Regions from separate parts of the Mus musculus genome. Here all the other regions are linked to region 1. The links are chromatin contacts, called in public promoter capture Hi-C maps. All regions are on one chromosome and are shown on one strand. The core of a region is the stretch at or near the end of the contact, and the rest is flanking DNA. Distances in the headings are between cores, read along the strand shown.

Evidence for each region. Promoter capture Hi-C pulls out the DNA fragments that hold promoters and counts their contacts.
Region 2: a promoter capture Hi-C map of pre-B cells shows a contact between it and region 1, with 4 times the contacts expected there. The contact joins the promoter of Atxn1l here to the promoter of Fcsk in region 1. A contact is called at or near these places in 2 of 39 promoter capture datasets (liver and pre-B cells) and 1 of 115 datasets of contacts at active chromatin or transcription factors (pancreatic cancer cells).
Region 3: a promoter capture Hi-C map of liver shows a contact between it and region 1, with 2.0 times the contacts expected there. The contact joins the promoter of Gabarapl2 here to the promoter of Fcsk in region 1. A contact is called at or near these places in 2 of 39 promoter capture datasets (liver and pre-B cells).

What each region holds. Positions count from the first base shown.
Region 1 is chr8:110,900,908-110,904,050 of GRCm38.p6, reverse strand. Fcsk (fucose kinase) reads left to right here and starts at 1,563. Exons shown (of 24, transcript NM_172283.3): 1 at 1,563-1,629.
Region 2 is chr8:109,736,164-109,739,306 of GRCm38.p6, reverse strand. Atxn1l (ataxin 1-like) reads left to right here and starts at 1,527. Exons shown (of 4, transcript NM_001080930.2): 1 at 1,527-1,676.
Region 3 is chr8:111,939,142-111,942,284 of GRCm38.p6, reverse strand. Gabarapl2 (gamma-aminobutyric acid (GABA) A receptor-associated protein-like 2) reads right to left here and starts at 1,582. Exons shown (of 4, transcript NM_026693.5): 1 at 1,433-1,582; 2 at 1,070-1,125. The coding sequence starts at 1,466.

The DNA of each region.
Region 1 (3,143 bases), core at 314-2,813:
TGGGCTTCTGCCAGGGGAAAGAAATAAAAATGTTAAGAGAAAAGAAGAAGGGAAAGAAAAGAGAATCTGAAGAAATTGGGTCATGGTGGCACACGCCTTTAATCCCAGCCTTGGGGAAGCAGAGGCAGGTGAATCTCTGAGTTTGAAGTCAGCTTGGTCTCTGGAGTGAGTTCCAGGACAGCCAAGGCTACACAGAGAAACCCTGTCTTAAAAAAAAAAAAAAAATCTGAAGGATATGGTGGTGAGTTCGTACAATCCTAGCACTCTGGAGACTGAAGTAGGAGGAGTTTGAATGAGGGCCAGCCTGGGCTACATAGGAAGATCCTATCTAAAAAAAATAAAAAATAAAACAAAACAAAACAACCAAAAAACAGGTGGAGAGATGGATCAGCAGGTGGCTGCTCTTCTAGAGGACTTGGGTTTGATTCCCAGCACCCACATGGTGGTCACAATGGTCTTTAATTCTAACTTCTGGGAATCCAATACCTGCTGGCAACCTCTTCTGGAATGCACGAGGTGCAGACACACATGCAGGCAAAACACTCAGGCACATAAAATGATGGCATTGACGGTAATAATAAAAGCAAAGTCATTTTCATAATTATTCATTTTTATTTTCATATGCATTGGTGTTTTGCCTGCATTGGTGGTTTATGTCTGTGTGAGGATGTTGTGATCTGCCTGGTCCTCTGGAAGTGCAGTGAGTGCTCTTAACTAGTGGAGCTATCTCTCCAGTCCCTAAAATAATAACTTTTTAAAAATCCTTCTTAAGCGGGCTGTGGTGGCACATGCTTTTAATTCCAGCACTTGGGAGGCAGAGGCAGGTGGATTTCTGAGTTCGAGGCCAGCCTGGTCTACAGCATGAGTTCCAGGACAGCCAGGGCTATACAGAGAAACCTTGTCTCGAAAAACCAAACAGAAAACAAAAAACAGAAAAAAACAAACAAACCCCAAAACCCCCATCCTTTTTAAAAGGTCAAAATAAAGGGATTGGAGAGATGGCTCAGCAGTTAAGTTCTTCCAGAGGTTCTGAGTTCAATGCCCAGCCACCACGGGATGGCTCACAACCATCTGTTATGGGATTCGATGCCCTCTTCTGGTGTGCATGAAGACAGCTACAGTGTACTCATATTCAATCAATCAATCAATCAATCATTCAATTAATCAATAGTTAAGAAAGACTTAGCTTTAATAAAAAGTATTTTAAAAGGTCAAAATTACAGCCAGGCGATGGTTGCACACACACTCAATAGGCAGAGGAAGGCAAATGAGTTCCTGGACAGTGAGGGCTACAAAGAGAAACCCTGTCAAAACAAAACAAAACAAAACAATCAAAATATACTTTTACCTTGTACCCGAGTCACAACAAACAAACAAACAAACAAACAAACAAACAAACAAACAAAGAAACAGTTGGCCAGTGTCTTTAAGACACCTGTTCTCTCTGGAAATTTGTATATTTAGCACTCCTTGTAAGTTTGAGAACTTTGTCCTTTCAGTAAGGCGGGGCTGCGAGTAGGTTCTGAGGACTCTGGCGGGAGGCCGAATGAACTCCATTTCCCAGGGTGCGCCGCGCTGCATGCGCAGCCGCGTTAAAGAGCCGGCTCTGCGAGCGCTGGGCGGACGCAGGTATGTGGGTCCGCGGGGTCTTCAGTTCCACTGTAGTTTGGGGCGCCTTCCTGCGGGTTTCCCAGATCTCTGCCGTCGCCCCCAGCGCTAGTTAGCTGCAGGGGACCTCTGTAGTGCAGTCTTCTCTTGATCTGGGTTTTCAGAGGGAACCCCCACGACTTGCGGACACCTGGCACACCGAGCGACATTCCCTTGAGCCAGGGAGCTCTAGATGCCAGCGCTGCTCTGATTTTGATTTGAGTCGTTTTCCTGCCTCAGTTTACCCCACTGGGTACACATTGTATGAACGTATTGTTTACTATCTGGTTTTACTTCCAGCCAACTTCTTTCTGCCTCTTGTTCTTCAAAAAGCTGCAAATTAGAGTCTCCTGGGCCTGCCTCTCTCTCTCTCTCTCTCTCTCTCTCTCTCTCTCTCTCTCTCTCCCTCTCTCTCTCTCTCTCTCTCTCTCTCACTCACTCACACACACACATACATTCAACTTTTAAAGTTTTTAAAATGCTGAAATGTGCGTAGTCCCTACCTATACCATCTTTGTTCAATGAGCAGATTATGAGCTGGCATAGTGGCCCAGGCCTGTAAACCTAGTATTGGGAAGTGGAGGCAAGAAGATGGAAAGTTTGAGGCCAACTAAGGCTGCATAATATGAGCCTGTCTTAAAAATATGTACTTGGAGTGTGCGTGCGTGTATGCATAAGGGGCCTTATTTTATCATCCCTGGGTATGCTCACTCTCCTGCAATTTTCCTGAGGTTTCCTAGCACTGGAAAGCAAACAGAACTAAAAAAAAAATCAACCAACCAAAAATCCTTGACTAGATGAATTGGTGTAAGCTTTTAGCCAGGTTTGCTTTGTAGGACTATGTCGTAACTAAAAAAGAAAAGAAAAAAAAAAAAAAAAGACATAAAAAGTTCCAGTCCTCAAAACTCCAACTTGGATTGAGCAAATGAAGCTCTGTGAAAATGGGCAGAGTGCTGCTATAATTTCTTCTCTGTATTCTAAGATCACTGTGCAAATGCCACGTGTGACAACCCAGGACCATTCCTCCCTGTGACTGAGAACATAGACACGGGGACACACCCAGCTATTTATGCTAGCTCTACCTGACCTTAGGCAGCCTGCTTATTCTTTAAGCCAGGCTTCCTTTATGCCTGTGGTGTGATAAGATCACCTATTAGGACTGGTGAATGGCTCCTGTGAGCTGTCACTACAATGCCGTTGGCTAGGTGCCTGAGAAACACTCCTTAAGTGTTAGTTACTCTCCTGGCTGATCTGACTGGGAAAACTCCATAGCCTTGCTTGACTTCTTGAGACTTTTCCAGATCTTCCCCTACCCTCACCCAGCAACCCCATATTATTCAGAGTTGTCTAAATTTGCTTTTCTATCGCTGTGATAAAACTACCAAAAGCAACCTGGCGGGGAGAAGGGAGGGTATATGTTTTATACTTCCCGGTCAGGAACCCCAGGCAGGTATTTGGAGCAGGAATCGTGGAGACATGCTGCTTACTGGTTTGCT
Region 2 (3,143 bases), core at 278-2,777, 1.2 Mb after region 1:
AAGAAGCAAGAGAGCAAGAAGCAAGAGAAAGAGAAAACGAAACCCCGTCCCTCTTCAGGAGCATTCTCCTTCGCCTCGGACGTGTCACTCCCTGATTGGCTGCAGCCCATCGGCCGAGTTGACGTCACGGGGAAGGCAGAGCACAAGTAGTCATAAGATACCCTTGGCACATGCGCAGATTATTTGTTTACCACTTAGAACACAGCTGTCAGCGCCATCTTGTAACGGCGAATGTGGGCGCGGCTCCCAACACTTCTGTTTTCTCTCTCTCTCTCTCTCTCTCTCTTTTATATAAAACACGCATAATCACTTTTTCTGTATAAATGTAATCTGAACACAAGACCAACTATTGGCCAAATGTGGGGCTTGCCTGCTGTGGTGGTTTGAATGAGAAACTTCGATATAGGCTTAGATGTTTAACTCTTGGTGGCCAGTTAGTGGCACTATTAAGGTATGTATGGCCTTGTTAGAGTCCCTATGTCACTAGGGACCTGGCTTTGAGGCTCAGAGCCACAGGCAATTCCAGGTTCAGTCTCTCTGCTTTGTGCTTCTAAGTTCTAGATGTGACCCCCTCCTCTCTGCTCCAGCCTCTATGGCTGCTGCTCCCTGCCAAGCTTTCCCACCACAATGGACTCCTAACCCTCTCAAATGGAACCACAAACTCAAATCCTTCTGGCAGTTGCCTTGATTGTGTCTTATCCCAGCAACAGAAAAGAAACGAATGCACCAGTGATACCATCAACTTGAGAGATAGAGGCAGGACGGTTAAGAGTTCAAGTTCACCCTAAACTACACAGTGAGTTCAAAACCACTCTGAGCTACTTGTGACCCTGTCTCAAAAACAAATGAACAAATAAGAAAAAAAAAATCCTCCCCCTCCAATCAGCAACCTAAATCAGCCATTCATTTTTGTGTCTGCTTAAGCCAATCAAACTTTCATTCAAGTATTTAGTATGAACTGGCATTATATGGGTGACAATATTCCAAACCAGTAGCCAAGCCCTGTATTCACTAAGCCAACCTGCTTTCCACTGTAGTAAGAATCCCGTCCTTATTGCTCACCCACTCCCAGGTCTTCAGTACTTTTTCATCTTTTTCTAGGTCCTGCACAGGCACACTTTTTTTTTTTTTTTTTTTTTTTTTTGGCTGCCTCAGGCTATTTCTAACTTTACAAGGCTCTTGACCCTTGAAAAGGTCTGGGCCCAGCTCTCTCTCACCCTGACCCTACAATGACCCTTCCATCTTTCTACTCCAGTAAATTCTGGGGCATCATAAACAAGGCCCCAGGGATCTCCACTATCTGGACTTCTAGTGACAGCTTGTGAAAACTTCTCCAGGGAATCCAGGTCTGGGAGCTTTTTAAGGAAACATCACCTACTCCCTGGACCCATTCAGTGGGACAGGCGTTCATTTTCCCACCAAAGGGGGGCGCTGGGTACGATGGGCAGGCGGCCAGTTTCCTCCTGTGTAAGTAGGCGGCGCTCCCAGGCCAGGGTGACGTCATCTCTCCGCGTCGGGGGGGGGGCGGGATGCGCTCAACGCCATCTCCGGGCGCCCGGCTTGGGGGGGTGCCCGCTGGGTGTGGGGCGGCTCCGGGGCCGGGGATGGCGGCGGCCGCGGTGGCGGCGGCTCCGGGACGAGCGGGAGGAGTCCTGGGAGCTCCGTGAGATGGGCCGGTGAGTGTCGCCTGGAGCGGTGGCCGCTGGGATGGCCTGAGGCCAAGCAGGCCTGGGTTCGGAGCTCTAGTGGAAGGGCCCCCCTAGAAGCCCGTTGCCTCACCCCGGCCGCGGGCCCCCTAAACAGCGGGCAGAGCGAGCGAAAGAGGCCGTGCCTAGCCCCTCTAGATGCTGCTTTCCCGCCTGGCCCAGAAGGCGGCCTCAGGCCCTGATGCCCCGACGGGGTTGTCCCCGCGGGTCAGGATGTCCGAGTTCTCAGGGCGGGAAGGGGCCCCAAACAAGGAAGCGTCGCCAGCGGGGCCTGGCCTCACCTCCACGTCCGACCCCCTACCCCGACTAACCCTAAACGTAGACTCCCCCAGTTCAGGCCTGTACCCCTGTCGGAACAAGGATCATCAAAAGCCATCATCCCTGGTGTCTCTCCCTTTTTGCTGCTCCCTTTTTGTGGGGCGCACCTCTCCCTCAGTGAATTTGGGTCCCCCTCGGTGTGCAGTCTCTTGATTCCATTCCCTGCATGAAGAGGAGCTGCCTTCTCGGCTAGGTTGGCAGGTCTCTGGAATAGTTCCGTTGCCCCTTAGCTCAGGGCCACAAGTTGTGTCATTTCCCATGAGAAATTCTCCAAAGCTGCACCCTACACCCACACCCGGTTTCAGATTTTGAAGTGTTTTGCCTTGTGGGAACCTGGTGGGCAGGCTGAGCTTTCTTTTTGCCTCTTTCCGTCCTTTCATTATTTTGTGTTTGCTAACTCCTCGGTGACCCATAGACGGATTTTCCTTAGCTTTTTTTTTTTTTTTAGCTACAGAGGGCAAGCATCATTTTGGGGGATTAAGAAAATGAAAGAAAGCTGAGTGCTTTCAATTAAACGTTTGATGAAGAATGAGTGCGTGACTTGTACCCACTTGGTGATTTATTTGTGGCATTAGGAATCTGTTTTTCCACATTTCCATCTTTCGTGTACCCTTGAACCATGCCTATCTTAAGTAAACGTTGCCTTCAGTTGGATCGAGCTTGCAATATTCTGACTTTGACAGAACAGGTTCCTCGGTACTAGTCAATACTGCTAATCCAGTTGTTAGGACTTCGTTGGCCCCGGTTTTGGTTTTGGTTGTTTTCTTTTGAGAGGGTCTTATGGAGCTCAGGCTGACTTCTGACTTGCTAAATAATCGAATGTAGTTGGTGAGTACCTTGAACTCACGATCCTCTTCTTTCTACCTCAAAGGTAGTAAGATTACAAAGTGTCCACTCCCATTTCCAATCTGTGAGGTGCTAGAGATGTAACCTCGGGCTGGATGCATGCTAGGCAGGCACTTTACCAACTGAGCTGCATCCGGAGCCTTGAAAGGCCATGTTCTTTAATTATTGATGTTTCTGGCAAGTGTGGATTCAGATATTGGTAGCTTAGTAATAGTTTTGTTCCCCTTTGTTAGCTTCATAGAATCAAAATGGCGTTTTCATTTTCTTTCACAT
Region 3 (3,143 bases), core at 333-2,832, 1.0 Mb before region 1:
CCCACAGCTCAAGAAGCCCCGCTCTGGAGGCCCAGAGCTGACTGATATTCCTCATTTCTGATCTCAGCGTTTGTAAGAGAAGCACAGCTACAAAGCTTTCTATCTTCTTCCAGAGACAGGGTCTCTCTGTTAGTCCCAGATGTCCTGGAACTGTAGACCAGGCTGTCCCCAAACTCTGAGATCAGCTGCCTCTGACCCCTGAATGTTGGGACTGAAGGCACGTGCCACCCCACTGCAAGGGTAGCTCTCTAACATTTTATCTAGGCCGATGAAAAGATTGATCTGGCTAGGGTTTCATCTGTCATCTTTTGATCCATAGATAGACCCTGTTAGAGCATTCCAATCCCCAACAACACTGGAAAGAAATGGATGAACTAAGGGCAAAGCTATACAACTACAGCCACCCAAGAGCCGACATTTTCATTTGGCCTGTTGCTTCTCTCTGAACAGTTAACATTTATCCTCCTGCTTCTCAAAGGGACTGTTTACAAGCAAAGCACTACAATAGTAAGACTTTATGTCCTTCAAAAATCAATAGTGATATCAGAAACGATCGCCCCAACTAGGGCAGAAAGCAGAAATAAAGCAACATACTTATTGATTAGAGGCAAAACGAGAGCATTTCAGATTTGTTAGTCAAACAAGGATGGCAGAATCAGGGTAAAGAGAAACTCGAAGTTAAAGGTCCAGCGTTAAAGATGACTACCTTGAAAGGATGCTACCGTATCCAACCCCAAATGCCAGTCTCCCTCCACCATCATTCCCCAAAGTGGCAGTGACCTGTTGCCCTGTCCTAGAACACGGTTCCTTACATAATTGGTGAGGGAGCCGAGAGGCTGCAAGCAGCTTGCTGCCCTAGATCGGGAGATTCAGCACTGGTGCCCCTGGACAGCACCAGCCCCTTAAGCCCCAAGCTTGGGCCGGCGGAACCCCAGGCTGTCCTCGGTCTCTGGGCTACACCTTGAGACCTTAAGTTCTCAACTGTTGCACGGCCTAGCGCGCCCGCCCGACACCTCTCCTAGACGCTAAGGGTGACAGCGGGGTGAGGGGGCGGGGAGTCCACACTCACCGGAACTCGGTCGGGGTACTTCGCTCTGATCTTCGCGGATTCCACGCATCTGTGTTCTGGGGAAGAAGAAAACCAGGCTGACATTCGCACTTGCCGGACAGCAGGGCCGCCGCTGCCGGAACCCCTTCTTCCTGTCCGCCCTTCTCCGCCCGCAACCTGCCTGCGTGCGTACGCCCCGAGTCCTAGCCCCGGAGTCCCTCGCCACAGATCCCCTCAGGAACTCCCAGCGAGATCCACGTAGGGCGACACGGGTCCGTGGGAGGCGCCAGGATGCCGGGGCCTTGGCGACCCAGCGGGCCCGGCAGGGCGGCGGGAGTGGGGGAGGGGCCGCGATCTGGGGCCCCGCAGGCCGACCGCGCTTACCCAGAGAGTGGTCCTCCTTAAACATCCACTTCATGGCGACGGGAAGCGACGGAGCCGGCTCTTCGAGCCGCGGACTTCGGCGAAGCGACCACAACAACAACGGAGGCGGCGGCGGCAGCGACGACTACTCCACAGGCGGGACTTCCGGCTGCCGGAGCCTAGCAACCTCCCGGGGCGGGGCTTCCGGCGGGCCTGGTAAGAGCTTCAGTAGGCTACGATTACGTGAGAGGGCGGAGCCTAAGCGGAGACCTAGGAGCGCTCCTGGGAATGGAGACTGACGTAGGTGGCTGGGAAGTCTGTGAGTGACAGTGGAGACTTTAGGAATTAGTGACTGGAATGGAGTTTCAGGATTGTGCATGACAGGCAGGTCATGGCTCATAGCTTGGAACGCTTGTAAAGGGCTCTGGAAGGGGAAGTCTGGGGCTTAAGGAGAAATGAATATTAATTTTTGGCTGGGTGAGAAGGCGGGAGCTCGGCATGGAGGGATAACCTGTTCCAAGCGCTGTGTGCAACGAGTACTGGTGACCACCTAGAGGTCTAGTATAGGAGTTGTTGCACCTAAAATTTGATTTAAACAAATCTCACTTCCCACTCACGAATACATATTTTAAACATTCATGAACACTTATGAACAAGTACCACACATACTCATTTAGTCAACGGAATATCCCTGATCACAGAGATTCTTTATCGGAAACTGTCAGAGGCGAAGTGCCAGTGTCAGGCGGGGAGGATTCCTGGGAGAGCTGGTCATAAGACACCCTAGGAGAAGGAGCTGGCAGTGGGAGTGGCTCGGCACTAACCCTGAGCTGTGGGTGTCACCTGCCCTAGGCACAAGCCTCGAGGTTCCACCCCTGTCCAAGTCGTAGCATAGTCATCCAGGAAGTCGGCTCTGGGTCACCATCTGTTTATGCACTGGTGAACACAGAACATGAATATGCAGTTAATCGGCCACCTGACCACGTGCTTATATGATCTGCCGCATCTGTAGAGCCAGTGTTTGAACCTTGTCATCAATCATTCCCTACAGTTGAAATTCCTGATAGATGCTGTGGCTATAACTTCATTCTGAAAGTATTTGTTATTTTCCACTGGGGGGAGGGGAGAGACTCAGTTCCCAGCAGGTAAAAACGCTTGGTGCCAAGCCTGCCAGACGGAGTTCAATCCTGAGGACCCAAGTGATGGAGGACAACCTGTTTACAAAGGTTATCTTCTGGCCTCAAGGCATTCACTGTGGCAAGCCTCCATACACATACACACCCAGATGCAGGGAAGATAATGAAAATCTTAAGGAAAAAAAAATTTAATTTAAAGAACTTTTAAAACTTTGTGTTAGCTGGGTGTGGTGGCCCATGCCTTTAATCCCAGTACTTGGCAGGCAGGTGGATTTCTGAGTTCAAGGCCAGCCTAGTCTACAGAGTGAGTTCCCAGACAGCCAGGGCTACACAGAGAAACCCTGTCTGGAAAAAAAAAAAAAAAAAAGACTGTGTCTGAGCAACTAGGTGTTTGTCTTCTGCAAAACAAAAAATGCATTGAGTGTTATGTTGCAGACATAACACAGTGCTGTTCTGGAGACTGGGAGAAATCCATGGAGCAAAACAAACAACACCCCTGCTGTAGCAGAGCTTTTGTGCCTTGGGAACAGAAACTAAATGTCAGGTGATGACAGGTGACATTTAGAAAAGTAAAACAGTGGATGACAAGAACATGA